2 separate regions of the Zea mays genome follow, and region 2 is linked to region 1. The links are chromatin contacts, called in public Hi-C maps. All regions are on one chromosome and are shown on one strand. The core of a region is the stretch at or near the end of the contact, and the rest is flanking DNA. Distances in the headings are between cores, read along the strand shown. Region 1 holds the start of LOC100285422 (transmembrane 9 superfamily protein member 4). Region 2 holds the start of LOC100272529.

Region 1 (5,929 bases), core at 957-3,456:
AAGGCAGAGAAAGGAGTTTATGAAGGGCACCATCGTCACGAAGGGACCGCTGAAGCGACATACTAGGATAGAAATTTTAGAAGAGCTTAGCAAACTTGTCCTAGACGAGAATAGAAAAAGGTTTCAAGGTTATGGTGGGGATCATAACTGGACTGACATATGTGGCTTGTGGGAGCTTCCTTATGCAAAGTCATTGATTCTGATGCCCAACATCGACGTCATGCACCAAGAGAGTGACTTTTGCCAAACCCTCATAAATATGTGCATGTAATTTCTAGATAAAGCGGAAGACAATGACAAGGCATGCATAGACTTAGCCATGATATGTGATCGTCCAACACAAGTGCTTAGACAAAATGGAGGCAAACCAAAAGCTAACTATTGTCTGAAACCTAAACAACGGAAAGAAGTGATGAAGTGGATGAAGCATATGAAATTTCCCGATGGGTATGTTGTTTGTTTTAGAGGATCTATGAATTTAAAGACAATGAAGATTAAGGGGTTGAAGAGCCATGACTTCCACATAATCATGGAAAGACTCGTGCTTGTAATGTTTTGTGGGTAAGTTACACATGATATGTGAAAAACGTTAGCTAAAGTTAGCTATTTCTACAGGCAGCTACGTGCTAAAGAAATCAAAAGAGATATGTTGGAGCAACTGGAGAAAGAGGCACCAATGCTTATGTGCAAATTGAAAAAAATATCCCACTGGCTTTCTTCAATCCTATGCAACATCTCCTTATACATCTTCCATATGAAGCTAAGGTTGGTGGTCCTATTCAGTATAAATGGATGTTTCACATAGAAAGAGCACTGAAGAATCTTAGAGCAATGGTGGGTAATAAGGCAAGAGTTGGAGGGTGTATTGCAGAACAATTTAAACTCAAGGAGGTAGCACACTTCACAAGTTGTTACTTTGCAGAAGAACACAACATATTTGCTCGAAAGAAGACGTACCATGATAATGAACGAGAGACGCCTCTTTGTTATGATTTTCTATTTTCCAAACGAACGGCAAAATCGTTGGTCCACCCAAGTCATATCACCTCACTATGGAAGAACGAAAGTGTTGGCGCCAACATAGCGCCAATCACTGAGAGATGTACTGGCGGCGATGCTCTCTCGGCGGCGTGGATGGTCTGTGACCTTGTGGCAAGAGCGGGTGCTCTCTCAAGTTGGACGGTCCACGCGTGGAGCCTCGATGGTCCACGAGTGCACAGTAGCGGTGGCGTTCGCCAACAGCACCTGGGTCTCACCCCCAGGAGGGACCCTGTCAGGGAGGTGAGACCCTAGATCTTGGGTCGGCAGACCACCCAAGATGCCTCCAGACGGCATAGAGTCGAAGAGAGGTGAAGATGAGATGAGGAAGGTCACATTACTGCTACTCCTAGGGCACAGAAGTAAAGGAACAAAAGATAGATTGATTTGGTTCGATTGTTGATATAGAGGGAGGTTTGGACCCGTTTCTAGATGTTTTCCAACATAATTCACGAGTTTAGATGGATAAACACACATGGAAAAGAGGCTTAATCGTTTGATCTAGTCTTAACGTGGACCGTTTGCTCCTACAGGCGGATCGGATCGTTCGGCCAAAGAGCCGGACCGTCCGCCCTCTCCCATGTGGCACATATGGTGCTCAATACATGTCCCTGTTTTTTTTTGAAAAGATGAGTGAAACAAAAGCACCTGGTACAAGACATTTAGCACCATGATATGTAAATATCGGTTCTCTAAACATCTTATCATAAAAATTAATGAATGTATGTTTAGTTTAAAACAAATTATATTTTGGGACGGATGTGTACTTACCAAGTTAGTATACAGCTATATACACATAATTATGTTAGAATAATTTTTGAATGCTAAGTATACTTAGAGCAGATGACCCGGTGTACTGTGTACATGTACTGCCAAACACCATTGTTGCGTGTTCGCAAAAAAAACACCATCGTTGCGGAATGCGGGTCAAATACTCAAATCAGGGTATCGACAAGCACCACCTCCGTCGCACGTGTCACGACACACGAGGTCAAACTCGAACCAAACTAACCGACACCGTCGGAGAAATTAAACGTTTCATAAGGGACCTAAGCGTCAATAAACCATTTATCAATAAAAACCCTAGCAGATCCACCCGTCACCCGAAGCTTCCTCCTCGCAGCGCGCCGCGCGTCGTCGCCTCTACCCACCTGACTTCGCGCGCCACGCCGAGCCTGCGAGCCATCAGCCCATCACCCACCCAACCCCTCGCCACGCAGATCTAGGGAGCTTGCCCTCCCACCGGGCGGTGATTCTTCCGTCCCATCACCGATGCGGACGCCGGCGATGCTCCGGTGGGCCGCGGCGCTCGCGGTCCTGCTCGCCGTCGCCGCGCCGGCCGCCGGGTTCTACCTCCCCGGCGTTGCCCCGAGCGATTTCGCGAAGGTTTGTTCGTTTCATGCGGTTTCCCTCCCCCCTTGGTGCCCCTTGGAGTGGCTGTGTAACTGTGTTCGTGTTCGGAGCTGGATCTAGTCAACGGGATGCCGGCACAGGGGCTGCCGGGCTGGTATCCACAGATCCAGCTCGAGGGTTTCTTGTATGGTGTGCAGCGTGCCAGATTCGTTCATCTGGTTTAGTTAGGACGGTTCCATAGCTGGGCTTGGGATTCACATGTTGCACCTCAATTCGCGCACTTTTCTAGCCTCTCTATCGTGGTTTGCTGTTGTGATCTTTGTCCTCATCTGAAAATTAACCGCTAGATTTTGGTGTGATCAGGATTGTGCCTTTTGTGGAAAAGTCAACACACGCCATTTTGTATTTGTATATACACTAGATAAGATAGTCTTTAATCTGTCTTCCAGATGATGGTCCTTGATCCGAAGGTTTAGTAGATGCTTAGACTTTGGTAGTTTCTGCTTGAGCTCCCATTTGGTGGAACTCCTGCTTCTCCGTTTTTTATCTCTCTTCTCAAAATGACGTAGCAAGGCAGCTTAGGCAGGTGCTGGAGCTGGTATCAACTATCAACTCCTAAATCCTAAATGAGGTGCTAGATCATGTAATAAAGTATCTTGTAGAGGATCACTCATGGCAAAGGAATGGCATTCACTGTGTTAATGTCCTATAACGAAGTAGTGTCATTTTGTGATTACTAATATCATAGCATTTTTCTCTCCTAATTTGCCCACAGGGTGATCCGCTTCCAGTGAAGGTGAATAAGTTGACATCTATCAAGACTCAACTCCCGTATACATATTATTCCCTTCCGTTCTGCAAGCCAGATACCATAGTCGACAGTGCCGAAAATCTTGGGGAGGTACTTCGTGGCGATCGCATTGAGAACTCTCCTTATGTGGTTAGTTCCGTATATAACATAACAGATTAATTGAGATTTTGTCCTCGGGTATGTGTGTGACATATTTTTTCCATTCTGCTTGTTATTTGGAGTATAGTTCAAAATGGGAGAGCCCAAGATGTGTCAGATTGTCTGCAGAGCACCGATCACTGAGAAAGAAGCCAAGGAGCTCAAGGAAAAGATAGAGGACGAATACCGAGTGAACATGTAAGGACTATGAACATATGTGCATTGTTATTAAAACGTCGCTTAAACGTCGTTTAAGCGTCGTTTAAACGACAAAACGTGCTTAGAGTTTAGAACGTCCGGTCGTTTTAGCAAAAACGCGTAGAACGTCCGTTTATCACGTTTAAACGTCGCTTAAACGTCGTTTTCTCGTTTTCGGACGTTCTAAGCACGTTCAGGACGTTCTACGTGTATTGGGTCTTTCACAGGCCAAAAAATACACAGGGCTACCAGGCGTCCAGTGCCGACAGCCTCCCTCCTCTCCTCTCCTCTCCTCTCCTCTCTTCTGCCCCCTCCTCCCTCTCCATCCTCCAACAGTTCAGCGCTGCCAGGCCAGTGAAGCGCCACCCTCCCTAGTTTTAGACTTTCAATCATCAAGAGTTCCAGGTTCAGTTTTCCAGTTCAGACATTGACGCACTCCCTAGTTTCAGACTTTCAGTCATCAAGAGTTTATGGTTACTGATCATATATACAAGTTGTAACTTGTGTGGTTGAACTTGATTTGTTTCATTTTGTTTTGTGAACTCAAGTACTTAACTTATGTATGAACACATTCTATAATTGAAATTTTATGTAATGTCTGAAAAGACGTTTCAACGTTCGTTTAAACGTTTAAACGTTAAAAAGGTGGTTCATAACGTTTTAACGTTTTACCGTTTTAATAACCATGCATATGTGGGTAGTGTTGTACTTCAGTTGACACAGTGATTTCCTATAGCTGATATAAATTGCATCTCAGGATCCTTGACAACCTCCCGCTAGTTGTTCCTGTTACAAGGCAAGATAAGAACAGTATTGCTTATCAAGGTGGATATCATGTTGGTGCCAAAGGCCTGTATTCTGGAGTAAGTCCTTTTGTTCACTTAATGTTTACTTTTTCTTTATGCATGCAATCTTTAATTCTTTGTTGGAACCCTTTATATATTTATCTGTACAAATAAATTCTCGTACACATTTTTTTCAGACAAAGGATGAGAAATACTTCATACACAACCATTTGTCATTTACGGTGAAGTATCACAAGGACGATAATTTGGAACATTCTAGAATAGTGGGATTTGAGGTCAACCCACACAGGTTTACCTCTTAACTTTGTTTGGCGGGATTTATTCTTCTTGTGCTTTATGAAATGGACCTAAGGTATTTTGGTACATATTTTGCCAGTGTCAAGCACCAGGTTGACGATAAATGGAATGGTGTAGACACCCGCTTGAGCACTTGTGATCCTCATGCGAGCAAATTTGTAATAAACTCTGATTCTCCTCAGGAAGTTGAAGTTGGCAAGGAAATCATATTCACATATGATGTTCGCTTTGAGGTACAAGACTGGGATTAAGAATTGCTTATTTTAACTTTGTTTAGCTGCTAGTGTACTCTTTGAATGTTTCTTTTGTCATGATTTTAATGGAACTTCCACTAATTTTCAGGAGAGTGAGATCAAGTGGGCGTCACGCTGGGACACCTACCTGTTGATGACCGATGATCAGATTCACTGGTTTTCTATTGTGAACTCTCTCATGATCGTGCTTTTCCTATCAGGCATGGTTGCCATGATAATGCTTCGCACTCTCTACAGAGACATTTCTAGATACAATCAGCTTGAAACTCAAGAAGAAGCACAAGAGGAAACAGGCTGGAAGCTTGTTCATGGGGATGTGTTCCGTCCTCCAACCTACTCTGACTTGCTCTGTGTTTATGTTGGCACTGGCGTCCAATTCTTTGGCATGCTCGTAGTTACAATGATCTTTGCTGTGTTGGGTTTCCTTTCTCCATCAAACCGGGGAGGACTCATGACTGCAATGCTTCTAGTCTGGGTTTTGATGGGTCTGCTTGCTGGCTACTCTTCTTCCCGCCTTTACAAGATGTTCAAAGGTTCAGAGTGGAAGAAGATAACCCTGCAAACGGCTTTCCTATTTCCAGGGGTTGCATTTGTTATTTTCTTCATCTTGAATGCTCTTATATGGGGGGAGAAGTCATCTGGTGCTGTTCCTTTCACCACAATGTTTGCCTTGGTCCTCCTTTGGTTTGGCATCTCAGTACCCCTTGTCTTCGTTGGGAGTTATCTTGGGTTCAAGAAACCTGCCATGGAACCTCCAGTCAAGACAAACAAGATTCCACGTCAGATCCCTGAGCAGGCTTGGTACATGAATCCGCTTTTCACCATTCTGATTGGCGGTGTCCTTCCATTTGGAGCAGTTTTCATTGAACTCTTCTTCATCCTCACCTCCATCTGGCTGCACCAGTTCTACTACATATTTGGCTTCCTCTTCCTTGTGTTTGTGATCCTGATCATCACCTGCGCCGAGATCACAATCGTGCTCTGCTATTTCCAGCTCTGCAGTGAGGACTACATGTGGTGGTGGAGGTCTTACC
Region 2 (5,929 bases), core at 1,146-3,645, 150 kb before region 1:
TCTACTATATATTTAGAGAAGATTTTCTTCTTCTATACGCTCCAAGTCTCCAATCGTGTTCTCTAAAGCATTCTCTACCCCCTATACATATAGAAACTCTTGTGTTGTCTATCATTTTTGTACTTTAAACAATTACTCCCTCCGTCAACATGAGTTTAACTTTGACTAATAATATATATAATATTAAATTATTCTAAACAAAAAAATATATTATAATAGTTAAGTCATGGTAAATATAATAATTTTACTTTATGTAGTAAAATCTTATAAAACATTTAGTGTAACCGGCTAAAGTTGATAGTGATTGACTTAAGACAAACTCATGTGGACGGAGACATAATAAGACATTTAAAGGTACAATAAATATGTATGTACGGAATCTAGAGCAAAATATATCTCTAATATAGGTATTTACGTATAAACAGAAAAATATAGAGGATACTGGTAGAGAGAAATAAGATATAAAGAAAAAAATCTTTTAAAGCAAACTATAAAGAATGGTTTGGTGACAAGGGAATTAGAGAGAATCCATAAGGAGAAAACCCCAAAGCCCTATTTGTTTCATTGTAATTCAATTCCATTTTAATAATTATAATTTAGACAAAACTAATTAAGTTTATATATTTATATATGTAATATATTTGTATATTATCCTAAATCATGAAGCCCCGTTTGTTTCATTGGAATTCAATTCCATTTTAATAATTATAATTTAGACAAAACTAATTAAGTTTATATATTTATATATGTAATATATTTGGTGGATTTCCTTTCCATGGATTCCTCCCATTCTTTTGTCACCAAACTAGCCTTAAATGAGAGATATAGGGAATATGGTTAGAGATAATCTTAGTTCTAGAGTCTAGACGGGGAATCCACCAAATATGCCCATATTTTTTTCCTTAGGGTTAACAAATAAGACTTATCAATGGATATGATACAGAAATCATGTCATTCTCTCTTGAAAAAAAAATACCAAACACAAATTGCTGCTGTGAATTCCAATGACCACCTCAATTAATTCTTTCCCTCTATAAATATCAATAGCAAAAAGAATGGCTAGGGCAGTGTCACAAATTATACATGTCTATTGTAAAAAAATGTACACTGTACAATGTAAAGGTGTGATGCATGAAATTAAGAACAGAATCTGAACATCTTGTCTAGTCTGGAACCATTCTGCTTAAAACAAACATGGGGATTCCAGATCAATTTCCTCTGAACCAGAAAATCCATGCCGGCTGACCTATCATCCATATAAGATATGGATCAGGTATTCAGGTGTATTTGTATCTGACAGATTGATCTACATCATCTAGTGAGAGGTTCAAGCTGCACCTCCATTACACCAGTAGCGCTAGATTCTGAATTCCTGGCTGCACCATCAGGATGCAAAAGATCAACTGAATCCTCCTCCTCGGTGTTGCCTAATACCCAGTGCCCTCTGGCACTTCTGTCACCGATCCTTCTTTTGACTTCCTTATATTCCAAGCACAGCACAACAACGATAACTGAAAGCACCCACAGCATTAAGGCCCAAGTGAGCTCCTCTACATTCTCACTGTCATACCTATGGCCTAAATGCTTCATTCCTGTGAAAAGCGCCACGATTCCTACAATAACTGCCGACCTCCCTGTGATAACATGCAGGTACTCCCACATGATTCGATTGTGAGATGGAACCTCACCATTAGCTGGCTTACTGGGACGAAATTTGGCATTTAGTGGCTGCAGAACTGCCAATAACAGGGCCAGCACACCAAACTTAACATGCACTGAGCTGACAAAGAAGCCACGGAGCTCAGCCGCAGCGAAAAGGACGCCAAGAAACATTATAGCAATTCCTGAATACTGCAGATAGACATGTATTTGGAACCACCCATCTCCTTTTAAGCTCTTCAAATACCGGGCAGCCATTATTCCACCAGGAAGCAAGATTCCCCAGGCAACAAACATCATAAACCCATGAACAGCCAGGACAGGACGCAAATCCTGTTCTGCCTCAGCTGAACCTCTCAACAACAAAACACGTATAGGCCGACTGCTTGTGACTGAATGCATGTTACTGTCTGTCAGATCATCTCCCGACCAGCTTGCACCCATGGCCCAGACAACCTTAAGTGGTGTAGTTGGATCGATGATGTTCTTGCATTCTACTTTTCCGGTACAAGAAGGGTTAAGAGGGCGAGTAAATTCAAATGTAATAATGCCATTTTCTGACTTACACCGAACAAAAGTGATGTTCTCAGATGTTGGGTGAATGCCTGTTGCACTCTTTCCATCAATCCAATAAGTTTTTACTCGCCCAACCCCATCATTGCCCACCCAAGCAACATAGGTGAAGCTATTCACCATCCCACTCCCAAACCCAATAGCAAGATATCCACTTTTCTTCTCACCTCGAGCTGCTATAGATATAGATTTATAATCCACGGAGAGAGTCCAAAACAACGTAACCTGTTGATCATCCAAAACAACACTGTTATTGTACATGTCGCTAAGGCCTCCATCAACCACTTGAACCTTCCATCCCATCTTCTGTTCATACAGTGACTGATAATAGACTAGGTCAGGCGTGTTCCGATCAGGCAGCCAAACAAGCTCTTTTGGGGTAGCTAGTACACCATGGGCATCAGGCCCGCCAGCATATATGACCTCTGTTTTATTCCTCAGTGTAGCATTACCACCAATGGGATCTGAAGTGATATAGAGTGCCATGTCATGCCCAGCCTGCACCGAGAACTTAACTGGAACACCTCTCTCGACCTTAAGCAGCGGCGCCTCCTTCTTGTTGATGTAAAGCACCTTGTCAGGGTTTGGTGGGTTCGGGTAGCGCACGGCTGGAGCAGATGTCACCACAAGTGGTGTCTTGCGATCTGCAATGATCCTCTCCTGATCCTCCTTATTATCCGCATCCAACGGTCCAAGGCAATTGTCCACCGTCTCCGACAAATTCAACCGGGCAAACCCAAAGGTCGTGTCCCTTGGCCCCCCATGGTTCTGTGGGAGGTAGTGTGGGCGCATTGTGTCTGGTGGCCGCAACCTACCAATGGCCCAAAGCACCACCATCTCCTCCGTGGCACCCACTGGCACATCATACTTGGCATCCTCAGCATCAAGCTTCCTCGCATACCTGACAAAGGACACTCCATCCTGGCGGTGCCCATACACCAGGATTGAATCGTTGCTCCCGCCCTCATAGACCTTATCTGGGCAAACCCCAGACACTGGAGAGTCCTCCTTCCCAAGCTTGCACTCAGTGTAGTCACTTATGTAGTAGTCCTCGGCAAATGGAGTACCTTCCTCTGTGAAGCCGGCGACAACCACATCGGCGTGGATCATTGCGGGTGAGTTGGCCTTGGGGTCCGCCCACCCGAATGCCATGTAGTACTCGGAGCCCACGGCAGCCTCAAGGCCGATCTCGACGGTGCCGGCGGAGGCATTGAGCGTCCAGCGGAGGCGGTAGGTCTCCGCCTCCGAGAGAGGGATGCAGTTGTCGAACATGGTGGGCGCCGGCTCGGCGGCGGCATCGAGGCCGGGATCTGTGCCGTTGGGGAGGAAGACGTGCCCGAAGTCCGAGAAGGTGTCGGGGTCGTAGAGCGCGAGGAGGCGCGGGAGCGGTCGAGCGAAGGGGAGCTCGAGGGAGGCGTTCTGGAAGGTTTTGTTGAGCGGGAGCGGCGAGAACGCGCGACCGGCGGCGAGGTCGGACATGGTGGGGCCGTCGGAGGCCCAGAAGCGCGCGGAGGGGGAGGCGGCGAGGAGGTCGAAGCGGGTGAGCTCGAGCGCGCACTTGCCTTCGGCGGCCAGGCGCACCGTCCCGCGGAGCTGGTGCTGCAGCATGGTGAAGTCGGCGGAGAAGTTGGCCGTCAGATTGGTGTGCGGGCACGACGGTGCCGCCGCCGCCGGGGCGAGCGCCGCGACTAGCAACGCGCCCGCGAGGAGCGAGAGTAGGGGATCGGCCGCCATGGCCGCGGGCGGCGGCGGGCCGACGGATCGGGATCTGGGCGGCAGGTGGTGGAGGGATCTGGAAGCGGAGGGGTTGGGCTGGCCGGTTGGGTTTCTGGGGGAGGGATGGAGGGAGGGCAGCGATGCGGTGTGCTGCCTGTGCTTGCGGAGGCGACCGGGCGGCGGGTGGATATTCGCAGTCGCAGGGGGCGGTCCGGTTCCGGTCGCAGGAGGTGGGCGGCTCGCTGGCTGGCCGAGATCCACTTCAGTTTTGGGGGTGGTCAGGTCAGGCGAGGCGAGGCGACGCGGTGGTGGGCTGGTGGCAACTGCTGCGGGTGCGTCCCATTGTGTGATGCCGGTAGGCAAGCACGAGCGAGTAGTAGCGACCGCACTGCGAGGCAAGAAAAAAATCGAACTTCAACTTTCTTGCGTTCATTCTAGAAAACTGAAGTACACAGAGATACTTTACTTCGTCCGAATTCAACAATTCCCCTCTCAATTCTCAAATCCTCGTTTTCGTACTTTCTATTTATATTTAAATATCTCTTTCTTCCCACTATTTTATCTTCTTTCCAACCATTATTCAGCTTATCATATACACTTTAACTTTATGCATTAGTCTTTAGAATTTTAAAAAATATTGTTATACTAGGTCAGTACCCGTGCGTTGCAACTGGAACATATAATAGCATGATAACTTATATACAAAATGTGTCTTATATTGTTATAAAAAAATATTTCATAATCCATTTGTGATCCTAGCCATACATAAATTTTGTTATTTTAATTTAGTTGTTTCACTACTACATTGCAACCATCAGTATCATGCAGACTTATATACTACTCCCTCAATCCAAAAATATAATTTAATAATCTCAGTGATACTTATATACTACTACACATTGTGCAAGGGTAGCAGGTGGCTTCGGGAGAGATGTATTATATGTTTTTACTATAATAGATATAGACATAAACACACATGTGGTGTAGTGGTAACTACAAACACATTTATTTGAGAGGTCGCAGGTTCGAATCCCTTTGGAGCCTGTTTTTTTAATTTAATTTTAGCTAGGCGTGGGATGCACGTGGGAATGAGAATAGACTTTGTGGGAGGGAGAATGAGAAAGACACGTCATAGCCGAGAATGGAAATGTGGACGGAATGAGGCAGTCTACCCCTTACCGTCTTAATAGGTAGTAGAGATTTATAGTACCATAACACTTATTGTTAGCAGATAATTAAATTTGAAAAAAATTAATTTCATAGTTAAAAGTACTGATCAGCAAAGAGAAAAAGATTAAAGGTCTCACTTGATAGAGGAGGCTTTCTTCTAACGTAGAGAGGGATCCGTTGGAGCTTCTCATGGAACGTCCGTACACTCGATGTTAATTACGATGTATGATAATTACATCACTTAGTATACTATATAACATTATTGTATTGTATGATAAATTTAATCATACGTATTTGATTTGATATTATAAATAATGATATTGTTCTATGTTGATACTATTCTATAATGGTATTCCTTTTCACATGGAGAGAGTAGTATAAACGTGTCGTCAATTTGGTCTCGTTTAAAAAAAGCTTAGATGCTCCGATAAGCTTAAAGACAGGGTGGTCGCTGGTTGTTCTGGCCTGCTAAAGGCATCCCTTACGGCCTTACTTGAATAAGGGGGAAGAGATTATACTAAACCTTAATCCTTAAGGCTTTGTTCGTTTGTGTCGGATCACACTCGAAATTATTCCAGCTAATCAAAGTTTATATGGTCGGGGACCATAATTAGGGGTATCCTCAAGACTCCTAATTCTCAGCCGGTAAACCCCATCAGCACAAAGCTGCAAAGTCTTGATGGGTGCGATTAAGTCAGGGATCGGTCCATTCGAGGGACTCGATCACGCCTCGCCCGAGCCTAGCCTCGGGCAAGGGCAGCCGACCCCGGAGGATCTCCGTCTCGCTTGAGGCCCCCCTCCAGCGACGAAC

Evidence for each region. A called contact is a pair of places that touch in the nucleus more often than the background predicts.
Region 2: a contact with region 1 is called in a Hi-C map of ear, with 3 times the contacts expected there. The contact joins the promoter of LOC100272529 here to the promoter of LOC100285422 in region 1. A contact is called at or near these places in 13 of 25 Hi-C or Micro-C datasets (bundle sheath, ear, endosperm and 4 more) and 2 of 3 datasets of contacts at active chromatin or transcription factors (leaf and seedling).

Annotation. Positions count from the first base shown.
Region 1 is chr7:151,906,864-151,912,792 of Zm-B73-REFERENCE-NAM-5.0, reverse strand. It overlaps LOC100285422 (transmembrane 9 superfamily protein member 4), which reads left to right and starts at 2,206. Exons shown (of 7, transcript NM_001158315.2): 1 at 2,206-2,424; 2 at 3,167-3,331; 3 at 3,429-3,538; 4 at 4,296-4,401; 5 at 4,521-4,633; 6 at 4,721-4,874; 7 at 4,984-5,929. The coding sequence starts at 2,311.
Region 2 is chr7:152,061,971-152,067,899 of Zm-B73-REFERENCE-NAM-5.0, reverse strand. LOC100272529 reads right to left here and starts at 2,395. Exons shown (of 1, transcript NM_001146998.1): 1 at 1,070-2,395. The coding sequence starts at 2,355. The coding sequence ends at 1,312.